Linked DNA regions of Mus musculus: regions 1, 2, 3, 5, 6 and 7 are each linked to region 4. The links are chromatin contacts, called in public HiChIP or PLAC-seq and promoter capture Hi-C maps. All regions are on one chromosome and are shown on one strand. Each heading gives the region's core, a stretch centred on a gene start, on an enhancer-like site or on the middle of the called end of the contact. The rest is flanking DNA. Distances are from core to core; before and after follow the strand shown. Region 1 holds the start of Alox5 (arachidonate 5-lipoxygenase). Region 2 holds the start of Fxyd4 (FXYD domain-containing ion transport regulator 4). Region 3 holds the start of Zfand4 (zinc finger, AN1-type domain 4). Region 4 holds the start of Cxcl12 (chemokine (C-X-C motif) ligand 12). Region 5 holds the start of Tmcc1 (transmembrane and coiled coil domains 1). Region 6 holds the start of Zfp239 (zinc finger protein 239). Region 7 holds the start of Marchf8 (membrane associated ring-CH-type finger 8).

Region 1 (3,017 bases), core at 458-2,957, 710 kb before region 4:
GCACAGGGTGTCAGCATCCCAAACGGATGCCATGCTTGGTCTTTGGCAGCACCATTCTCTGGCCAGCTCTGGTGAAACTGAGCAAAAGATGCCATTCTGAGGTCAACACCCACGCTTGCTTGTTCAAGCCTGGTTAGAAGCTTGCTAATCAGGGCAAAGTACCAGGTCCCAGGATAGGAATGTAAGCGTCGTGCTTAGAGTTTGGGACCCAGAAAAGGGCTTAACTATCATTTCCTTGGTTTAGGCTGAACAGATCTATCTAGTGGAAGCATATGAAATTGTCATTGTGCTTATCACAAATGGTTAATTCTAAGCAAGTTCATGTGGGTCGACTCAATAGTAAACTAAATGATAAGAAGGCAGCCTGGTAAAATCAAACCTAAGCCTAGTTTAGACCTGGAGGTAGTAGAAGGAAGAGGAACCCCCCACCCCCACCCCAAGGGTCTGCAGCGTGCCTGTCTATTACAGACTCACTTACTGAGCAAGTCTGATGTACTAGGCACTTAGTGGGTCACTGAAAACCATGACCTGCCTGTGTTAAGAGAAAGTCATGGGGCTAGACTTTACACACCAGCAGCATCCAAACGGAATGGCCTCCCACAGTGCCTGTGGGGCTGCCAGACTCCAAAGTCTGTATTAGGAGGGAAGAAAGGAAATCTTTCTTCCTTTTTTCCTTCAGAAGCTAATACTCAGGGAGGAAGTGTCCTCTTGCACGCACCCTGCTGACAGTCTTTCCAAAGGCTGCTCGGGCCAGACCTTCCTTCCTTTACATTCCTCCACTGGGACTGAGTGCAGGAAATGTAGGGTACCTAAGTGTGGGGGGCAATCCCTGGACTCATTCCTAGCCCCCAAATGGGACTGGGCTCCCTCATGACTCATGGGTAAGATTAAACCTAACCAATTTTTAGTTTGGTAAACGAAGGTCCACAGTAGGGATAGAAGAGTGATTATGCCCAAGTTGACTCCCGATCCTGGATCTCTGACTTACCCTGGACTTACACTGTCTACACAAAATGGCTAGCTGTCGAACAGGGCTTTCTATGCTTTGCAGTGGTACTGGACTCTGGGGCACTAGGACCTCAGAACTCCCGAGGTGAAGGGGCCTCTCACAAATTCTGGGTCCTGTTGGTGAAAGTTTGTGCCATCTCTCACATAAGAGGCCAGCCACATCAGTCCCCCACATTGGAAGTCATTTGTCCCTTAAGATACCCGAGTCATCAGGAAGTCTAGGGTGCCTCGCTTGCCCTGGCATGCACCGACTCTGGCGCTGCATCAGATCCCCAGATGCGCTCACATAGGGTCACGAGCGCGCTGGGACAGACAGTTCTCAGGTGCCTGCCTGTCCTGCCCCGCCGCCCTCCCGCTCTTTGCTGCCAGCCGTCGGTCCCAAGCGCGCATTCTCACCGCGCCCCGTTCGAAGTCATTGTAGAATGCCTTGTCCAGCAGATGCTTCTCGCTACAGCCCGCAGAGCCAATGAGGCTGAGGTAGATGTAGTCGTCGGTGCCCGCGAACCACTGGCTGCCGGTGGCCACGGTGACCGTGTAGGAGGGCATGACTCCGGGCAAGTGAGTGCTGCTGGTGTGGGAGCAGGAGCCCGCGAAGCTCGGCGTGGCAGCCCACCAACTTCTTGACCCTGTCACTCGCGGCAGCTCCCTGCCACAGTGGCCAGCAGCGGGCCAGCCTTGCGCTTGGGTCTGGCTCCACCCTGCGACCGGCCCTGCCTTCAGGCGCTGGCTCCGCCCCTGTCTCTGGCCAGTCCCAGGACCCCACCTTCCAACGCATCCTTCTCTCCTGTGGCACTGGAGGGACAGTGATCTCTGATAGGCTGAAGCCCTTGTTCCTCTGCCCCATCTCTACCTAGCTTTTATCCCTCATGCATTTTTGTTTTCATTAGTCAATTAATCCCTTATTTCTTCCATCTTTATGGCTTCTTGCCTGTTTCAGTGTCCCTCACTGTCAGCTCAAGAACTACCTGTGTCCTCATTCAGTTGCAGCACACAGCGTATGCAATAGTTACACTTAGAGCAGGGGGTCTGAAGCCCACAAGGAGAGTACCTGTAGCTCCACGGTGGACCCCAAGGAAACTTGAATGTTGGTTTCTTCACAAAATGAGTAAACCTTCTCTCTCTGGGCAAGGTACTGGGAGGCGCGGGGTGGGAGCAAACTTGGGGGAAATGGTTAGTGGTACTGGGAACCAGCCTTAGAAAGTAGTGGCCCGAGTGGGCGACTCCTAATCTGCACCTGTGGGACTGTCTGGAACTTTAATGGCATGCTTGCTGAGAGCGGACTTGTGATGGGAAAGGAGGTTGTCTTGTCCGGAGATGGCTTAAGGAGTTGGTTAAGACTGAGAGTCTTAGGGAAGAGTGGGATGCTCTTCAGTGAGAGCCTACCTGTGCATTTTGGGTAAAGGTAGAAAAGAAACCTTAAGGAGAGTGATTGCTGGAAGGTGAGGAGGGCTATCCCACTGTGCTCAGAAAAGCATAACATTGTTGCCATAGAGAGAAGGGAAAGCAGCTGGTCACTAGAAGGTAGGCGGTCAATGCACCCTCCTTAATTTACAGTGGAACAATGGGCAGCATTAATTTGTCTGTAATAAACTGTGCTACTACTTCTTGGTTATTTTTTTCCATTCTGCTTTTCCTGCCCTCCAGTTGATTGGATGGGGCTCACCTAGCAAGTGAGACAATGTATAACAATTAAATCTACAAAATCCTTCGATAATACCCTGCTCATGTTGGATGGAATGACTACATTCCATACATTGGTCATGCCACAGTCTAAGTGAGCTCTCTTCTGAAATTTTGAATCTTCTAATTTCCACAGATCCTTGGCACATTCCCTTCCCTTCTGGGTGGTTTCTCCTGCCTTCCTTCTGTACCTCTAGATCTTGTGCAAACTCCTTCCCAGATGTTGTTTCTTCTGTGAATCTGTTTGCCTCTCTTTGACTGCTACCCTATCACCGCTGCTCACACTTACTGTCACATTGTCATCTGTCCCAAGGGGATCTGCTCTGTCG
Region 2 (3,068 bases), core at 278-2,777, 770 kb after region 4:
GTCTGGTCTCCACTACCTTGGTGGGCGGAGTGTATGGAGAACTCACCTGCTAGCAGCAGGAGAAAGGCACAGGTGATTTCCTCCATATCAGGACCCAGGGTGAGACTGCAGGCTGCTGGGTGAGATGCAGAGTAGAAGTGGTGGCTTGGGTCTGTGATCTGTGACCTGCCACAGCTCACCCCATTAGTAAGAGGCAGAACTGGTGTGAAAATTAGACATATGAATCCCACATAGGCAAGCGCTGACCTTAAGGAAACGATCGCTTTCCACTTCCCCATACAGATGGTACTAGTGATTACCCGGGTATGTGGATTGCTTAATTCTAGTTACGTGTTCAGAAACAGAACACCCTGGAGTGACCACGTAGGCTTTGCGATCATCTCTTTCACAGAAGGTAGGAATCCACGAAGATAAAACCAAATGCTCCAAGTGAGGTAGGTGTCTGTTCTACGAAGGAGCTAGGCTTTCCCAACCAGGTGTCCAGGCCCTGCCTCTTCCACTTGAAAAGATCTGGGCCTGGAGTAATCCGGTTGAGTCGTAGATTATCTCAGAATTCAACAACAGGGCTGGAGGGTGCAGTTCCAGCCTCCTCTTCTAGAGCCAGGAACTCTGCTCCAAGCAGCCCCAGATCTACTCAGAGCATAGGTACCTGCTAGAAAGGTCTGCTGGTGTGAGAGACATAGCCCCTTTCTCCTGTGAGTAGGTCCTACCCAGGGCCTCATTTACATTGCTTGTGACACCCCTTGTGCAGCTGAGTTTTAGAGAGAAAAAGCCCCAGCCTTTCTTTCTGTATAATGGTAGCTATAGGCTAGTGCCAAGGGTTCAGTTTTGAAGCCTCGGTTACTGTCTACTATACTTAGCTCTGATCTGCTAATGAGATCACAGATCCAGCACCTACTGGCTGGGCTCAGTCTTCTCACATCCACTTACCAGGTGTGTGACTTAGCAGGTAATATCTCTGTGTTTCAGTGTCCTGAAAATTATAACAACCTTGTAAATTATGCAGATGAAATTAAGGGAGCTATGTATGATATGTAAATCCTAAAATATAGACCTAGCCCTGAAAACCTGCTACAGTATATATAAACCACATGGGCTTTTTGCCTTAAGATGGAAAAATGGATTAAAAATCTCCTGGACATGGGAGTTTATAATCTACCAGTCTCTGAAGCTGGTTTTCTTTTGTCCTTCATCAGTTTCTCCTACCCCTTCACACAAAGCCACAGCTCCTGGATTGTCTCATTTTCATTTTACTTCTGCTTCTGTTAAAGGTTGGCCCTTACTTCCCCTAGTCCTGAACTCGCTGCTACACAGTCTTAAAATCAGAACTCTCAAGGCCGGGAGAGGCCATCTCTGTTCTCACAATCCCCAAATAGTTGTTCACTTCTCAGAGTCTTGGAGGCATCCCCTCCCCCTTCCTCAGATGGTCTTTCTGCCACCCCTTCTAAGGAGCACACTTAAGTCCCAGCAAACATCTACTCACCCGGGAGATGACTCGAGCCAGGGGAGTGGTGCAGAGAGGAAGTCTGAGGAGAGCCTAGGTGGGTTCTGCTCTTTAAACCCAGGGGCTCCGCCCTGGGCCACACACCAGCAGTCTGGAGGGAACTGGTCCTACCTCTTATGCTCCCGTAGGCAGCCCTCCCCACCTGCTCTTAAGGCCATAGCTCACTTACCACACCCAGGGTAGAGCCAGTGCTGGGTCCTGGCTCCTTCAAGCTAAGGAATGAGGGAGAGACGGGAAAACTGAGACTACTGGATTTCAGTCCATGCTCCAGAGGAAAAGGGGGCCTCCTCAGTCTACCTAGGTCTTACGAGAAAGCTCCAGGTTTGGAAGGATGGCTTGGAAGGTAAAAGTACTTGTTACCACAACTGACAAGCTGAATCTGAGCCCAGAAACCACAGGGTAGAACGAAAGCTGACTCAGAAGTTATCTCTGATCTCTCTCTCTCTCTCTCTCACACACACATACACACACACACACACACACACACACACACACACACACACTAAAGGCCGCAGGGGTTCAGCCTCCTGGCTTGTGCTGTGTGGAATACCTTGGAGACAGTGAAGTAGATAATAGAGACTGGCAGTCGCACTGTTTTTATTTGAACTCGGTGTTCAGAGAGACGGGGCTGGGTCTGACAGGGAACCATTGGTTCACTTTACCACCTTCTTGCTAAACCTAGACACCCTGTGACTTGAGGAACCTACTTCAGGTGGAATAGGACACTGTCCCAGTCCAGGTAGACTTTTGCCTGCCTCCCACAGAGGGAGGGACATTGCCAGGGACAGGATAGCCTGCTTTGTCCGATGCTGGCCCAAACCATCCTACCATGGACCTTTGGATGATCCTCGAATCTCTTCTCTTTCCCAAGTGAGGGAGACTTGTCCCTGTCTAGAGGTCACTGAAGAAGAGTTGAGGTTGTCTGTCTTAGATAGGTGGGAAAGGGCTGTGAAAGGATTCAACAGTTACTTTCTTTTTAATTTTGTAATTGTGATGTTCTGCCTGCCTTTGCCTCCTGAGTGCTGGGATTAAAGATGTGTAATCGTACCCAGCCCTCAACCAGTTTTCTTACACTACCCGGGACCACCTGGCCAGGGGTGATGTCACCCCGGGTGAGCTAGACCCTACCGAATTGACTATTAATCAAGAAAATGCCTTGCAGATTTGTCTAGAAGTCAATTTTTTTTTTAAGATAGGGTTTCTCTGTATAGCCCTGGCTGTCCTGGAACTCACTCTATAGATCAGGCTGGCCTTGAACTCAGAAATCTGCCTGCCTCTGCCTCCCAAGTGCTGGGATTAAAGAAGTGCGCCACCACTACCCGGCTTAGAAGTCAATTTTATGGTGGCATTTTCTCCATTTCTCCTCAGATATGGAGTCATTTTCTCAATTAAGATTCCCTTTTCCCAGATTTGTCTAGGTTTATGTCAATTTGACAAAAATCAATCGGCACACTTCTCTTAATTACTATATTTTTCAGTCACATCCATTTCCCCTCAAATTTCACTTTTTCTTAAAGCTGAGTAAAATTCCATTGTGTATGTGTCTCCCGTCTCCACTGTCCAC
Region 3 (3,078 bases), core at 12-2,511, 900 kb before region 4:
AAAGTTTTATTGGAACACAGCCTCCATCATGGCTACATTATCTGGCTACCCCAGTCAGAATTCAGAAGTGACAGGAAATGGGATTTTTTATCTGTAGGCAAAAATTTGCCTCTCATAGCTTTTGTTTCCTCCTTTGTAAATGGTTTCAGTACTAAAATTGCAAGATTGTTGTTGAGAATAGACCTTTTTGTCTGCCCTTTAAAATGGTAGGTTATGACTGGTGATGTATGGTTTGATGAGGTTATGAAATGTTAAGCTAAAAAAATAAAATTTAAGCGCATCCACTGGATGCTAGAGCACGTGAGTGCTGTGAGTGATCACGATGTCCTGCGCAGGCACTGTCCTCCTAGGCTCTGTTCATGTTACCATCATGGCTCTGGCCTCAATAGAGTTGGAAGTTATCAGCCCAGTCATGGGCTGAGTTTAAGAGCAAGAGGCTGACAAAAGGCCTCACCATACCATCTACCTCAGTCCCGAGGAGTTGAAACTGTGGAGACTAGTGGCTCAGGTCTCGGAGGATAATGAGAGGGTGGGAGAAGACTGATCAGGGCCAGGGTTCTTTTGCAAGTTGACTATGAGGGAGCGCTTTCATGGTCCTCTGCAGTCCTCCTGGTAAAACACTTGAGTTGAACCTCCTATGAAGGAACCGAAGCAGCAGGGGCCCAACCTAGTTGGAAGGCATGTGTAGTCAGAAAGCCAGTCAGTTTATATCCCACTTCAGCTCGGTGCACAGCAAAAGTAGGACGGGATCTGAGCTCAGGTTGAGACTGTTTGACCTATAATCTTCAAATAGTTGCTCAAATGCAAAAGGCATATAGAAATGTTCCCATTTTACAGATGACACAACTGAGTCAGAAATGTTAGGAGAACGTGGAGTACAAGAAAAGGGTGACTAGCATGGACATCCTTTTAAGTGTCCTAGGCCATGAGTAAATAACAAATGCCAAAGACCCTCCTATCCCCAAAGAACCTTAGAAGTGCCCCAGCCACTCTGGTGCCGGCTCTTCCCAGACGCTGTGCCCCGTCTCCAGTCTCCTACCCTGCCCTAGACGGGTCCTGCAACCAGTTATAAAGAGTCAACATACGGGCCAGTTCTAACCGACAACCCTTCCTGAAAGCCCGTGCGACCCCGGCGTCCGAGCAACCGCCAGCCGCGGAAGACTAGGCCCCGCCCCTCGCGAGCTGATTGGAGGGCGTCGGCAGCGCTGATCGGCGATTGGTGAGCGGTGTCACAAAGGGCGGGACCGGAGCTTCGCGGGCCAGCGTAGGCCGGCGTCTCGGGCGCGCGAACTCCTATCCGCCTGCGGGCAGGCGAGCGAGCGAGCGGGCGGACGCGACCACCGGAGGGCGAGCGGGTGAGGGGCGCGGCGGGGCGGGGCGCGGCGCGGCCCGGAGGGAGGGCGGGTGGTGGAAGGGCCTGCTGCGTCTTCGCTGCCCCGGTGCGCCCGCCTCAGCTGCAGCCTGGTCACACCCGTGCTTCTCTGCCTACGGACTCACGGACAAATTGGTCGTACCCGTGGCTCGGGGTGCTGCTGACCCGACTTTGGGTCTGAGTGTGGTCCCTGCTGGTTGTGGCCCCAGGGCAGCACCCCCGCACTTGTGCATCGCTCCTAGGCCAGAGTGTGGTTCTAATCTGTAGCTCGATTTTCACACATCTGTAAAAGGACAAGAGTCACCTTTTTAAAAGGCTGCAACATATTGTGGGTATATTTATGTTGGGGGGAAAAATTAAAAACTAACTCGTCGTGTGACTAAGTTCCTGTGGACGAGAAGGAAGCAAAGGCCAAGGTACTGAAATTACCCCTTGAGTGCAGTTATTGCCGCTTTTGTTGGTTGGTTTTAGACATTTCAAAAGATGAAAGAAATGTTGGAAATTCACTTTGATTTTTCTCTAACAGTTTTCAAGATAAATTAGCAATTTAATCATCGTTTTATTTACTTATATTATTAAACATCACTATACGTTTTTATTGTCAATTGGTTTTCCAGTGCTCATTCATGCATACCACGGGCCACTTTGAGGATGCTTGCAGGCCTCAATGGACCCAGTTTTAGTACGCTAGGTCATTGGCCCACTTGAGCTTCCACTAGGCCATGTAATATTCTGCTGTGGTTTAGCCGGCCAGCACAACCTTTTGTCTTGTTACATTAATTTCCTTTGCTGAGAAGTATGACACAGCCGGGCGTGGTGGCGCACACCTTTAATCCCAGCACTCGGGAGGCAGAGGCAGGCGGATTTCTGAGTTCGAGGCCAGCCTGGTCTACAAAGTGAGTTCCAGGACAGCCAGGGCTGGACAGCCAGGGCTATACAGAGAAACCCTGTCTCGAAAAAAACAAAAACAAAAACCCAACCAACCAACCAAACAAAAAAGTATGCAACACAATTGCTTTCAGATATGGTCACCACCCTCGGTTCTTTTTGTGTATTGGAAATTATGCCACTAACTGGGACCAAACTTCATTTGGGAGTTCTTGTACCACTGATGATGCACCTACTGCTGTGCTGATTTTCTTCTACTTATAGGCACGTTAGTCTCATTTCAGATCTGTGCATTGAAGGATTACATGTTGCCTATGCGTATTTCACTATAATGCTGTTTTTTTTTTCTTTTTCTTCTTATAATGCTGTTGTTTTGTTTTGTTTTTGTGAAATTGCAGATTGAGCCCAGGGCCTAATATGTGCTAGGAAATACCCTATCACCTGGCTTCACATTTACCATGAGTGATGTAAGAGTGAGTAGTGAAATACAAACAGTACCACTGTTGCGTAGTGTACTCTTGCAGCTCTGACCCACAGTACTGGGAGCACAGTCCTTGTGTTGCTGCTGTTGTTTGTTTCTCATTAGTTCATATGTTGTGCAACTCCACTCAGAACAACTGTGCTCTTAGCAACAATGTTTCTTCCTGTGATGCCGTTTTTTTTTTTTTAAAGGAGCGTTAGCTATCTGCATAATTCAAGCTTCCTAAGAATGTTTTATATTAGAACTATGAAAACTCCCCTCTACAGTAGAAGTATCTGTGTATACGTGTTCATCATGATTTATAAGAATTCTGGCGTAGTGAATCAGAATGTGACTC
Region 4 (2,801 bases), core at 126-2,625:
GGTTCCAGATTTGAAGCTGAGTCCCTAAAGTGTGTCTGACAAATGAATGGATGCAAAGTGCTTAGCGGAATTGTTTAAGATACTCTCATGGCTGGAACATTTTCCTCTTGACCTTCTCCACCCTTCTTTAGTCCCTAGGTGGAGCCCCAGGCCCAAAGGTCCTGGCCACTGCTTCACAAATATGATTCCCAGATTGCCCTGAGACAGAGGCAAGTCTCTGTTGTGCACTCCCTTGGGTGAACATGATAACAGAATCCAAATCGCTAATTGGCTATGTGGGAAAAGTGGTCGAAGCATGGCCAACACTGCCTGTGGCAGTGGAAGGTCCAAAGGACGCTGCCCAAAGCCTCTAGCCCTCCAAGATTCAGTCTGCCCCCTCCCCCGTGTCTCCCCACACCCGGGTTGGGGTTGTTTTGGTTGACCAGAGTGGAACACAACGATCTATTGGCAGGGCTGAACACCAATGGGTCTATTTGTAAAGCGCCAATGACCACTTTCTGAAGCAGGGTTTTAGGGAGCGGGGCCTTAGGGAACTCTTTGGTCCTTTTTAGAACACTGGACTTTCTTCTGGAAAGGCAGGAAACACTGAAGTTTAAGAAGTTGTTTCCAGCTTCCATTAACTGAACACACATTAAAACCAAGCACAGAGAATCAGGACGTTTCGCGGGAGTGAGACCCAGTCATTTCTCCTCCGTTTCCATTCTGCAGGGTGAGAGTTGTAATCACCCACCCACTATTCGTACCATCCACCCACCCCCAGTCGAGAGAATAGGGGTACAGAGGGGAGGTGGCAAAGAAAATTCACGATACTGAGTATCTCTGGGAGACCTGTTTGGTCTCTTTGCTCGGTAGCGCAGCCCTACGTTAGAATGCATCTTCCCGGGAATGACTGTAGTGAGACTTTGGCTGGGAATCCAAGTTATTCTAACTGTAGATTGGTCCACGTTGCCCTAAGCCTAGCAGTCCACTGCGGCACAGACACCCTGGACATGAGGTGGGTCAGCTTAAGTTCCTGGCACGAAAGAAAGGGTACTCTGGCAACTTTTGGATGCGGCGAAACAGACTGTTTCGTCTCTCAGGTTCTTATTTCACGGCTTGTGCCTTTGACAGCCCCTTAGTTTCTCTATCTGCAGGATGGGAGCATTAAGCTCTACGACCCAGCCTCTTTACAATTCAGGTCCAAAGAGCCCGCCCAAGTTGGGGACTGGGAAGATCAAAGGTCTCAGCACCCAGCGGAGCCGCGGACACTGAGGGCGCCAAGAAGGGGGTGGGTAGGTAGGGAACTGGAAGGGCGGCTGCTCCGCAGGGGATGCGCGTCAGAGACCCCAGCCACACTCCAGGCCCGCCCCTTGATGAGCCCCGCCCCGCCCCGCCTGGTTTTCGCCTCTAAAGCGCCCAGCGCTCGCCTCCCGCTGCCGCACTTTCACTCTCGGTCCACCTCGGTGTCCTCTTGCTGTCCAGCTCTGCAGCCTCCGGCGCGCCCTCCCGCCCACGCCATGGACGCCAAGGTCGTCGCCGTGCTGGCCCTGGTGCTGGCCGCGCTCTGCATCAGTGACGGTGAGTGCAATCCGCGGCCGGGCCCGGGAAAGGCTCGCAGCTCTGCGCCGGAGCTCCTTCGGGTCCGCGGTTCCTCTGCCCGCGCCGAAGTCGCGGAGAAAGAACTCGGTCGGCGCCGTTCACTACAAGCGAACTTGGGGCAGTCCACTTTGCAGGGCGCACTCCCACCGGGTGCCCTTTCCCGTGTCCCACGGGTCGCACCGAGGTTTTGTGCTCTGCGAAGTGCGGCCATAGGACCTAGAGAGGGCTGCAGGGGAGGACCCGCAGGATTGTTGGGCAAGAGTGGGTTCGGCGCGGAATGGAAGCGTGGGCGATTGTGTCCGGGGCTTGGGCCCCGGAGCGCGCCAGCTGCACTCAGCTAGTGTCTACCGGCGCCCAGATGTTTCCAGAGGCGAAGGGCAGCGCGGTCCCGGAGTTGACCGTGCAAGAGGTTCACTCGGGTGGTGCGTGTGTCAGCAAACTCTCAAAGACCGGTCAAGTAGCTCGAAGTGCATGGCTTGGCTATAGGTTCAGTGGTGAGGCTGAGTTTCGTCCCCTGCGGGTGTAGCGTGTTCTCTTACAGCACCCTCGAGGGGCTCAGGGCCACCAGCAGCGCAGCGCAGCTCTTGAACTCGCGCTGCCAGCCAGGGCCGCGCTTCTGCACAGTTCGTTGGTCCGTAGCGACGCGGACCTGAGCACGCGTCTCTTCACTGCCCCTTTTTCTTCTTACCCGGGTCACTAGACAAAGGCTCAGCAGTTACCCAAGCTATATGCACACCTCTCCCCAACCCCCAAACACACCTGCAAACGGGCGCTTTTGTAGCCAGCCCCGGAGTCCTCAGCTCTGGAATGAGAGCTGCAGCGGAGTTCAGTCTCCCAGACCCAGGGTGGTGTCTTCTTTCACTGGGAAAGGGCTTTCATTTTGTTTTCTTTTTTTGACACTGAAGAGAAAACTCTCAGCGCTGTTACAAGACACCGTTGCTGCAAAACAAAACAAACCATTGCCTCTGAACACAAAACAAAATCCTACTAGTCGATCCCCTGCCTTCCTCCGCAGTGGTGTTTCCTGGAGAGAACTGAGGGACAGTCGGGGCTCTTGGTGAGACTGAGCTCTAAATGCTGCCCAAGTACACCAACTCGTTCGTTTGGGTTCTTTCCCTGTGACAACGGGGTACGGGAATGGTTGGAGTTGCCTAGTCCGAGGGAAATGTTCTGTAAAAGAATAGTCAGTTGCTGATCGGAGTAGTAAAAAAAAAGAAATGAAA
Region 5 (3,071 bases), core at 328-2,827, 980 kb before region 4:
ATCTAGATCATGTGCTAATGAATTTTTAATATCTAGAATTTTCCTATGGGGCTCATCAACTATCTAGTCTGTAAGCAGATGAGAATTCTTTAGAAATTAAAAGGTTACCACCCACAAACCAGAAGCAGCTTTTTAATCTTTCTCTACTAGCCAGAGAGTGGGTGTGTAAGTTCAAAAAACACAACCAATTCTGTTGGTGGAGGGCAAGGTACTGTTGATCTAAAATCCCACCTCTAAGTATCTCTGTTACGAGACACTGATAAAACTACCACCCACTCACAATTTCAGTCTCAATCTGTAAATGAAAGTTGGGGGGTAAGACCCCAGGTCCTGGAGGATTTTATATCTTACCATTTCTATTAAGGTTTTCCTCCAAGCTTTGTGACAATTTCTTTATGCAAATTCTATACACTCAAAGACAAAGGTTTAGTTTAATTTCTAAAATTTAAGATACAGGACAGGGAGAGGAACAAATCAAACTTGTGCTATATTCTAAAGTTGTTACCTGCTTTTTCAATCTTGGGGTTTTTACTGTGTTTGTTTTCTTTCTATTTTTCTTTTTTCCTTAAAAGAAAAGCCAATTTAGGAATTCCAGGGACGCATGTGCACATGGATCTTTTGACAACTATGTCAGGCTATGACAACAACCATTTTAGAAGGGGTGCATGGTAGTCGTTTTTTTTTTTTTTCCAATAAAACCTAAGCCTGGACATTGGTTATGATCTATGAAGACTAAGGTAAAACGTGACACCAGAGCACAGAGAGATATTCTCCAAGAGCTCAAGTGGGCTACCTCCAGAAGCCCCAGCAGCAGATCCAGTAGGGGAACCTCCATCAACGCTGTCCAGGGATGGAGTGGGACAGACACTGAATCACTGGACCAACACCGTCCACACTTTGGCTGAGGCTGAAATCTCAGGTTTTGTAGCGAAATGCATCTCACTGCGGGCCCCCTGCTCTCCACAAAAAGGGTTAATAAAGGGCATCCTAACCACCTAGACTCCCATCTCACCTATTCTTCGCAGGACAGCGGGTTTCCTCCTCCAAGTTAAACCACGAGTTCAAAATCAAAACAAAAGGTGCAAGACTGGTTTCAGGTGGCAAGGGCTGACTTTCGGTGGCCAACTTATGGGTACCGCAGGGCCGGACGAGGGAGGACTCTCAGACCTCGGCTAGCCAGGAGGCCTTGGGCCTGGGCGCGAGTCCTCACACGCCCCTCGCTCAGCTCTGCCCAAAGGAGAGCGGGGGAGAGTGCCCGAGCGGGGGCGGGGGCGGGGGTTGTCCCAATGACAGGCAGAAGGCCCGGAGACGCGGGGTCCGGCCGGAGGCCCGGGGCTTCGGCGCCGCCAGAGCGACCAGAGGTCCGATCCGCGCCAGGCCTCGAGGAGGCCCCGCGACCGCGACGGGCCGCGCTAAAGAGATCGCCCGTCCCCACCCACGGCCTGGGCCAGTCCTACTCACCGGTGGAGAGACGACGGACAGCCGGCGTCTCCGCCAGCGCCGCGGCTCGGTCTCCAGCGCCGGCTCCTGCAGCTGCCGCCGCCGCGCCCGGTCCATCCCCACCCCGACCACCCCCCCCTCCCGGCCCGCCCCCCGCGCCGCCTCAGCCGCTGCCGCCGCCGCCTCCGCCGCCGCTGCCACGGCCCCGGCGCGCGAGCGCGAACCAGCGCGAGGGAACGACAGCTAGAACGAGAACGCGCACCCCGTCGCCACAGCCGCCCACAACCTCCGCCTCCCGCCGACAGCGCATGCGCAAGGCGGTGCCGAGCGGGACCGCGCACGCCGTGGGGGCGTGACCCGACCCAGAGGTGTAGCCACGCCTCAGGCCCACCCCCCCACGCGGGCGCAGGTCAAGTAAGCGGAGGCGCTGCAGGTGGTGCGGCATCCTCCGCCAGAGTTTTTCCTGACCGTTCCTGCAGTTCAGACGCTGAAGCATTTCAGCATCTCGGCTCTTCGACTCCTCGGCTTGTCGTTCTTTAGCCTCTCAACCCCTCGGACCGTGGGCTCTTCAGCTTCTCGGCTCTTCCACCTCTGGACCCCACGTATCCTCAGCCCCTTTCTCTGCTTTTCGGGTGCCCTCAGAGCCTCAGTAACTCAGGCCAGCTGTCCTGCTAAACAGGCTAAAGCTAATTTCTGGGACCCACTCCTCCGAGTCGCACAATTCTCTCTACCTTGACTCCCAGGGCCTTCCAACTAGGGACTGGCTTTAGGTCAATGACAAAACCCCTAGTAGCTCATCTCTTTAATTATCGGGATGTCTCTAACTCAGTCGTCCGTCACTAAGATGGCAAAGCTTCTTCCGGTATTGGAGGATCTGTGAGTGGAAAACGGTAATAAACAGAGTCCATTGGCTCGTGAAGTTTGAAAGCTGATGGAGACCAAATGGGCGAAATGTAGTTGGGGATGATGGAGCTACAGTCCAATTTAACAATCCTTAAGTTGCAAAGAGTGCACTGGGGTGAGGACACGGCCTGGCCAGAAGGGGAGCTAAGGGGCTACTGGTCAGGGTGCTGCAGTCAGGACCTAGACTGCACGTGAAAAGAGGTAGATAAAAAAGGTTTGGGACTTCTGAGAGTTTCAGGAAGCCTTTGAGCTTTTCTTCAGCCGTGGTTGCAGGGCTAGGAACTTGATTATTATGTCTGATTTTAAATTATTATGCAGCCATGTGAAAAGTGGCCTGGGTGAGGGAGGTCATTCAGGAAGCAACTGGCAAGATGGTGAAAGCAAGGACGCAGTGTGCTCATAGAGAAAAACATTGGGAGTAAAATGGATATACATTTTGATAAATTAAAGGAAAGGTGAAGGAGAAGGAGGTGGCAGGGTTGACTCAGATTGGAGGGTGGTGAGGATGAGCTTGCACATGTAAGGGGCAGCATGAATAAAGCCACCAAGGAAAATGATCAGAAAATGAAGGCTAAGCATGTATGCCATTGTAAAAAATAATAATAATAAGCTGATTTTAAAAAATGGGTGATAAACCTAAAGATAAGACTGAAAAGAAAGAAGAAAATACAGAAAAGTCTTTGTATCCCTGAGTTAGGCAAAGATTTATTTTAAAGTCATGAACCATG
Region 6 (2,700 bases), core at 157-2,656, 690 kb after region 4:
CACCTTGGATTCCTAGAAAGTGGAAAGTGATACCATACATATTGGGTTTAAATGTTATAATCTATTTTTATCTGAATGCACAACACCTAATTTAAGCATTCCAAATAGCCTTGACTTTAAAACGATCGGCCTTTCCTAGCCCCATTCTGTTACTAGTTTCTGCTATGAAATACCTAAGACCCTCTGGGCAGAACAAAGTTCAGTACTCTGGTAACTGTTAACAGTGTGTCCAGGGACCTGGAGAGATGGCTTAGTAGTTAAGAGCACTGACTGCTCTTCCAAAGGTTTAATTCCCAGCAACCACATGGTGACTCACAACCATCCATAATGAGATCTGAATCCCTCTTCTAGAGTGTCTGAAGATAGCTACAGTGTAATCCTATAATAAATAATTAAATCTTTATAAAACAAAACAAAACAGTGTGTCCAACCTTCTGTGACACACCACTGTCCTTTACAAAGGCCACATTCAGAAGAACAATCGGGCTGTTCTGGTTAGGGTGCCTGTCAGCCAATCCTGCCAGACTGCGATCAATCCCCAGGATCCACGGAGAAGAAGGAAGGAGGTGACTCCTGCAAGTTGTCCTCGGATGGCCACACCCACGGGGGAAGGGCTTACACACACAGAGGGAAATATATGAACAAAAGATATTTGTAAAAAGAAGTCTCAAGTCTGAGGTTTAAGAGTTTTGTGATGGGCTTTCACAACGTTCCTGGGGACCATGTGGGCTACAGATTGGATGTTAATGTCACAGGTTTACCTAGAGATCCTTTTGGGAGACGACTGCACACTCAGAAAACACTCTGAAATCCTGTTGGTAAGTGAAACTTAGCGACATTTAATACTATTGATTCCTTAGAATTTCGTTGACATTTTCTTTCAGATTTAATGGCATCAATTTCTGGAGGGGTGGCTATTTTATGATTAAAATTATTTTTTGGGTTTGGAAGTTCACTGATCTATTAAGTCAACCTTATGATCCAGTTTTTAGTTCTTTATATCCAAATACATTATTGTTGATTCTTAAAAATATTCTGTTTTTAAGTTTGTGTGTGTGTAGGTTTGTACACATGAACACATTGTACATGAACACAGGCGCCTGAGTCCAGAAGAGGGTGTAGGGATCACTGGAGTTAGAATTACAGGCGTTGGTGACCTGCGCAATAAATATCTGGAGACTGTACTCCAAAGATAAGAGCATGGAGTAACCAGTGATCGATTCTTTTCTTTCTTTTTTAAATTTCGACACGGGCTTCTCGAACTCACAAACCTCCTTCCTCGGCCCTAGTGATGAGATTACATGCTGTGAATACATATACCACACTATTCACTTAAAGTGGTTATTAACAGCTTCAGAATATTTTTAAGGCTGAAGACAATTTTATAATGATTTTTTACCCTCTAGCATCATCATAACAAGTAAAAGACACCTTGGGGGAGTATTTTAAAACTGTATGTGTCTGCAACGAAAAGAGTGCACAACAACTTGAACTATTCAGGGCCAACCACAACCTCAAACTGGGGGCTCACAAGAGTGAGCCCATCGTCGCCGGAAGTGAGCTCGGAAGTAGCGCTTTCCTGCCCGCAGCCTTCTGGGACTTGTAGTTCGAATCCTCGATGATGCTCGGGAGTCCTGCGTTACCAGGTGTGGGTTCTACCTACAAGAGGTGAGCAGAGCTGGGCTGCCCCAGGGGTGGGCAGCGGTGTCCTGGTCCAAACTAGGGGGCATTACCACTCGGAGCCAGGCTCCGAGGCTGGGAAGGCTCCTTGCGGCTGCGATCCCACGTGCTAGCAGCCACGGTAACCCCCAAACCCCCAGTAACACCCCGTGCACCAGGCCACCCTCACGGAGGGCCAGGCCCCTGCAGCAGAGCAAACCGCAGCTCCGTAGACACCCTCCTCTTGCTTGACCAAGTTCTGACCTGGGTGGGTCCAATGATGATGTTGCTGGACATCAGGAGACCATGAGAGAGGCTCCTAGAAGAGACCCCTAAGAGTACTAAGGTTTCCGCTGCACAGCCCTCCCCTCTGCGACCTAGAAACCAGTCAGATTTCTGAGAGGACGGTCTGGCAAGGGATACTGGGTAGCTGTAATGCACGCAGTGAGAAGATGCACAGAACCTGAGAACACCCACTCCAGAACTTCAGTATTGAAATAGGTTGGTCTGAGGAGATGGGCATGTCAGAACTACCCTAGGCAGAATCTGCCCCTCCCTGAAAATATGACCATGCTTCAGGTGACTTGCAGTTTCTTTCACCAAAAATGCCTCATCTCTGAGCTAGATACAGCTTTTCTTTCTTAGAACAAACTAGGAAATCAGCATTGAGTATTTGCCTAGAGTGAGGTCCTTGTGGTCTTTCTCTTTATTGCCAAGCTTCATTGTGAGATTGGTATTTTATACAAGGGAACGAGAGCATTTGGGACCTTACAATATGTATCTAGCAAACGGTATCAACTGGTTCAGCATTGGGTCTGCTGACCCGGAAGTTCTATGTTAATTCTCACTACACTGCCTTGCCACCTTGTGAAGTACTCAAAACATCCAACCAAGCTCTTCTGAAAGGCTCTATGGAGCATTTTCTCCCTGTAGTCTGGAAGTCGGCTCTCCTATCGTACATTTCACTCGGTGTATGTTCCACGAGTTACTCTTCGTTGTTAAGACCAAAATATCTTGGGTAATGAGTTTGTAAAGAGCAAA
Region 7 (2,895 bases), core at 22-2,521, 830 kb before region 4:
AAGTACAGAGGTTTCTTCCCACTTCCTGTTTGTTCCCTTGTTTGGACAGATGCAAGATTTTGGTCTCAGGACTCAGAGCTTTGTTTTAGATGAAGAGAGGCTTCAGAAATCTCTTGGGTAGGGAATCCTTGTGTTAGGAGACTCTAGCTTTGCCTAAATAATATTTCCAGCTCCACAACTACTCAGACACTTCTAGAACTTGGAAATCTTTGTCACTTCGGATGGCAGGCTCCCACACCCCCAAATCACTTAATTGACTCTTCTTGCCCATGTACGACACTAATGGAAGTTTAGTCCTGCCTTATAGGAAAGCCTGCCACCAGGGCAGGAGGATTCTCTCAGGTTGTAGCTGCTGCTTCCCACAGCAAAAATCTGCACGAAAAAAATTCACCATTCCATCTTCTAGATGAATGTTGCTTTCAAGGTGATCTACAGGAATGGACCCATTTTTTGCTTTGCTACATGGATCCAGATGTTTTGTCTCCTGACAGTTTGCTCTCTAAACAGCATAGTATGCAAACTGACCAGCATATTTGAGTATGCTGAGTAACCTGATTAGCTAAACCAACAGACTTACTTCTAGACAATAGAAAATCGTGGAGTACTGCAGGGATTGCCTTACAAATCTCTCATGAATTTAAAAAAAAATACCTTGAATGTACCGTGTAATAAAGATTATTGGATAAATAAAACTGCCAGTGGCCAAAACCTCTCCTTCTGTAAGATGTGACTTAGGAAAATTAGAATGTCAAGAAATTGTAAAAGTTAGGAATGATAGCTTCTGAGAGAATCTTTGGGTCCAACCAACAGTACTGTGGTGGGGACAAGTCACAACACCAGTGTACAGGTATAATCAGGGATGAGTTTAATGTAGACAAAGTAGAGTCAAATACGTCTTGTCTACATGGACAGAAATATCCTCATAAAAATTATGAATACCATATTTACATATCCATACCATATACACTCAGAGTCTCTCTAGGTTAGGGAGTGAGAGAAAAAACAAAACAAAAAACCCTGCTCGTCCATACACACAAACGTTTTACCGCGTAGTTCTCGCTCCCACTTCATTTGCTAGCGCACCGGAAGGTTTACCTTTCTCTACACTGAGAAGGTGAAGCCGGGCGGAGTCTACCAGCAGCCTCACCCAGCGCCAGTCTACCAGGCGGCCGCCGCCGCTACCCCGCCTTCCCAGCGCCCCAGGTCGCCAAAGCAACGCTTTTAGCCTGAGGCGCGGCGGGGCACGTGACCGGCGCGTCACGTGACCGGTCAGTCGGCGTCCTCTCGCTGGGTGGTGTAGGCTGCGCGCTGACCCAGCGGCCCTGCTGCGTCCGGCCCGGGTCATGCAGGAAGCGGGCCGCGCGTGGAGCTCCGCGCCCACCTGAGCTGCTCGCGCCGAGGTGCGGCGTGGCGGGGCCGCGCGCTCCGGGCCACCAGGGGTGTGGCCGCTGGGAGGCCGCGACAGGTGGGTGCGCGGAGGTCTCGGGCCGGGGAGAGGCCGCGTGCTGCGGGGCGGGGTCCGGTCACCCTATCGGCGGGCGGCCGAAGGTCTCGGGCTCTCTCAGGTGAAGTCCTGCCCGGGCTGGGCTGTGAGGGCGCGCACCGGGCAACCCTCCCTCCCTGCCTCTGCTTCAGTCTCCGCGTCCGTCCGAGATGGAAGTGTGGATTCCTGGTGTCTGAGTGCCTGACGTGGCGTCTGGACGGTGCTGCTCTAGTAGAAGCGCTGGAGGCAAAGCGTAGGTAGGCTGCTTTACATTTTAATCGCCGCCCATTTGCTCGTCTTTAAAAATGTTTTTTTTTTTTTTTTGGACTCCTTCATCTGAGTCAAGTTTTTTTAAATAGGGAATTTATTAGGGGAGGATTATAATGGCTCACGTTCTTCTCACGTATCTTTAACGCAGCTAAACCTCCCTTAAAAAGAAAACACGCTTCTCTGAAAGCCCATTTGAAAAAAAAAAAAAAAAAAAAAACAACAACAAAGGAAGAAAGAAAGCCAGCCCTTTTCTGCTTCTTTGTCTCCCCCACGTAAAGACACACAGTGGTCATACAGCTGTCAAGATTTATTATGAAGTGGTTTTTTTTTTTTTTTTTTGTCGTTTTATGTTTTTGTTAATTTGATGATGTCTCAAGATACGTATGAAGTATGGCCCTTCCCATTATTTTTTTTTTTCTTTATTTTGTTCGATTATATGTTATGCAATTAGAGAAATAATAAATATATAACTTATCTCTTGGAAAAAACAGCAGTATTTCTGATCAGCCCCAGGAGGGACTGCAATCGTGCTTCTATATAGTAGACTTCACATGTACTTGCTTGGTTAGTTACTCAAAATGGGAGTGGAATACTTCATTTAGAATACTCAAATCACGTGCTGTGAAAAAGAATGTATGAACTATACATGGAATGATGTGGACACTTTTTTTTTTAAAAACTAAATGTTGAAAATCTGAAGCAAGAAAATTTTGCATTTTGAGAGATTCAGTGTGTGAGACCCTATGTTCAATAAAATCAAACGAAATATCCTGTTGGATGCAGTGAATGAGGGTATGCAGAGTGTGAAATTACTGAGGAAGTTAAAATAAAGAGCCATGTGTACTTTCCTAACTTCTTGTTTCTGGAGACTTTATTGATAAGAGATGTACTGAACTTTGATGTTAGCAGGGAAAATCGCTGGGCACGGTGGCGCACTGTGATCCTGGCAGTGGGAAGATAGAGGCAGAGAACACATTTTAAAAAGTTTGTCCTTTGTGAGGAGGTGGCTGTTGGTCGTCTAATGTCTGTGACACCCAGGTGAGGTACATTGTCTTTTCCAAGACAACTCCCTCCTTTACCTTCTCTTTAAGTATAGGCAGACGATGAAACTGTGTTGCATGTCTTGGCTACATCCAGGATTG

What was found. Promoter capture Hi-C pulls out the DNA fragments that hold promoters and counts their contacts. HiChIP or PLAC-seq counts read pairs in DNA pulled down with a chosen protein or histone mark. Capture Hi-C pulls out chosen DNA fragments and counts their contacts.
Region 1: a contact with region 4 is called in a promoter capture Hi-C map of liver, with 4 times the contacts expected there. The contact joins the promoter of Alox5 here to the promoter of Cxcl12 in region 4. A contact is called at or near these places in 5 of 39 promoter capture datasets (the 3T3-L1 cell line, hippocampal neurons, liver and 1 more).
Region 2: a promoter capture Hi-C map of liver shows a contact between it and region 4, with 3 times the contacts expected there. The contact joins the promoter of Fxyd4 here to the promoter of Cxcl12 in region 4. A contact is called at or near these places in 8 of 39 promoter capture datasets (3T3-L1-derived adipocytes, the C10 cell line, cranial neural crest and 4 more), 4 of 484 Hi-C or Micro-C datasets (cerebral cortex, large pre-B cells, liver and 1 more), 1 of 115 datasets of contacts at active chromatin or transcription factors (astrocytes) and 4 of 9 other capture datasets (adipose tissue, embryonic stem cells, liver and 1 more).
Region 3: a promoter capture Hi-C map of liver shows a contact between it and region 4, with 3 times the contacts expected there. The contact joins the promoter of Zfand4 here to the promoter of Cxcl12 in region 4. A contact is called at or near these places in 4 of 39 promoter capture datasets (the 3T3-L1 cell line, hippocampal neurons and liver).
Region 5: a contact with region 4 is called in a promoter capture Hi-C map of liver, with 3 times the contacts expected there. The contact joins the promoter of Tmcc1 here to the promoter of Cxcl12 in region 4. A contact is called at or near these places in 4 of 39 promoter capture datasets (the 3T3-L1 cell line, hippocampal neurons and liver) and 1 of 9 other capture datasets (pancreatic islet).
Region 6: a contact with region 4 is called in an H3K27ac HiChIP or PLAC-seq map of embryonic stem cells, with 6 times the contacts expected there. The contact joins the promoter of Zfp239 here to the promoter of Cxcl12 in region 4. A contact is called at or near these places in 5 of 39 promoter capture datasets (cranial neural crest, frontonasal cranial neural crest, maxillary cranial neural crest and 2 more), 1 of 484 Hi-C or Micro-C datasets (forebrain), 10 of 115 datasets of contacts at active chromatin or transcription factors (astrocytes, craniofacial prominence, embryonic forebrain and 6 more) and 1 of 9 other capture datasets (embryonic stem cells).
Region 7: a promoter capture Hi-C map of 3T3-L1-derived adipocytes shows a contact between it and region 4, with 5 times the contacts expected there. The contact joins the promoter of Marchf8 here to the promoter of Cxcl12 in region 4. A contact is called at or near these places in 9 of 39 promoter capture datasets (the 3T3-L1 cell line, 3T3-L1-derived adipocytes, embryonic stem cells and 4 more).

Annotation. Positions count from the first base shown.
Region 1 is chr6:116,459,471-116,462,487 of GRCm38.p6, forward strand. Alox5 (arachidonate 5-lipoxygenase) reads right to left here and starts at 1,708. Exons shown (of 14, transcript NM_009662.2): 1 at 1,405-1,708. The coding sequence starts at 1,554.
Region 2 is chr6:117,935,808-117,938,875 of GRCm38.p6, forward strand. It overlaps Fxyd4 (FXYD domain-containing ion transport regulator 4), which reads right to left and starts at 1,528. Exons shown (of 9, transcript NM_033648.1): 1 at 1,484-1,528; 2 at 931-973; 3 at 47-115. The coding sequence starts at 86.
Region 3 is chr6:116,262,958-116,266,035 of GRCm38.p6, forward strand. Zfand4 (zinc finger, AN1-type domain 4) reads left to right here and starts at 1,262. Exons shown (of 10, transcript NM_001309446.1): 1 at 1,262-1,355.
Region 4 is chr6:117,167,160-117,169,960 of GRCm38.p6, forward strand. Cxcl12 (chemokine (C-X-C motif) ligand 12) reads left to right here and starts at 1,376. Exons shown (of 3, transcript NM_021704.3): 1 at 1,376-1,557. The coding sequence starts at 1,497.
Region 5 is chr6:116,191,797-116,194,867 of GRCm38.p6, forward strand. Tmcc1 (transmembrane and coiled coil domains 1) reads right to left here and starts at 1,578. Exons shown (of 6, transcript NM_177412.1): 1 at 1,462-1,578.
Region 6 is chr6:117,861,475-117,864,174 of GRCm38.p6, forward strand. It overlaps Zfp239 (zinc finger protein 239), which reads left to right and starts at 1,407. Exons shown (of 4, transcript NM_001001792.2): 1 at 1,407-1,668.
Region 7 is chr6:116,336,751-116,339,645 of GRCm38.p6, forward strand. It overlaps Marchf8 (membrane associated ring-CH-type finger 8), which reads left to right and starts at 1,272. Exons shown (of 8, transcript NM_001302383.1): 1 at 1,272-1,465; 2 at 1,636-1,740.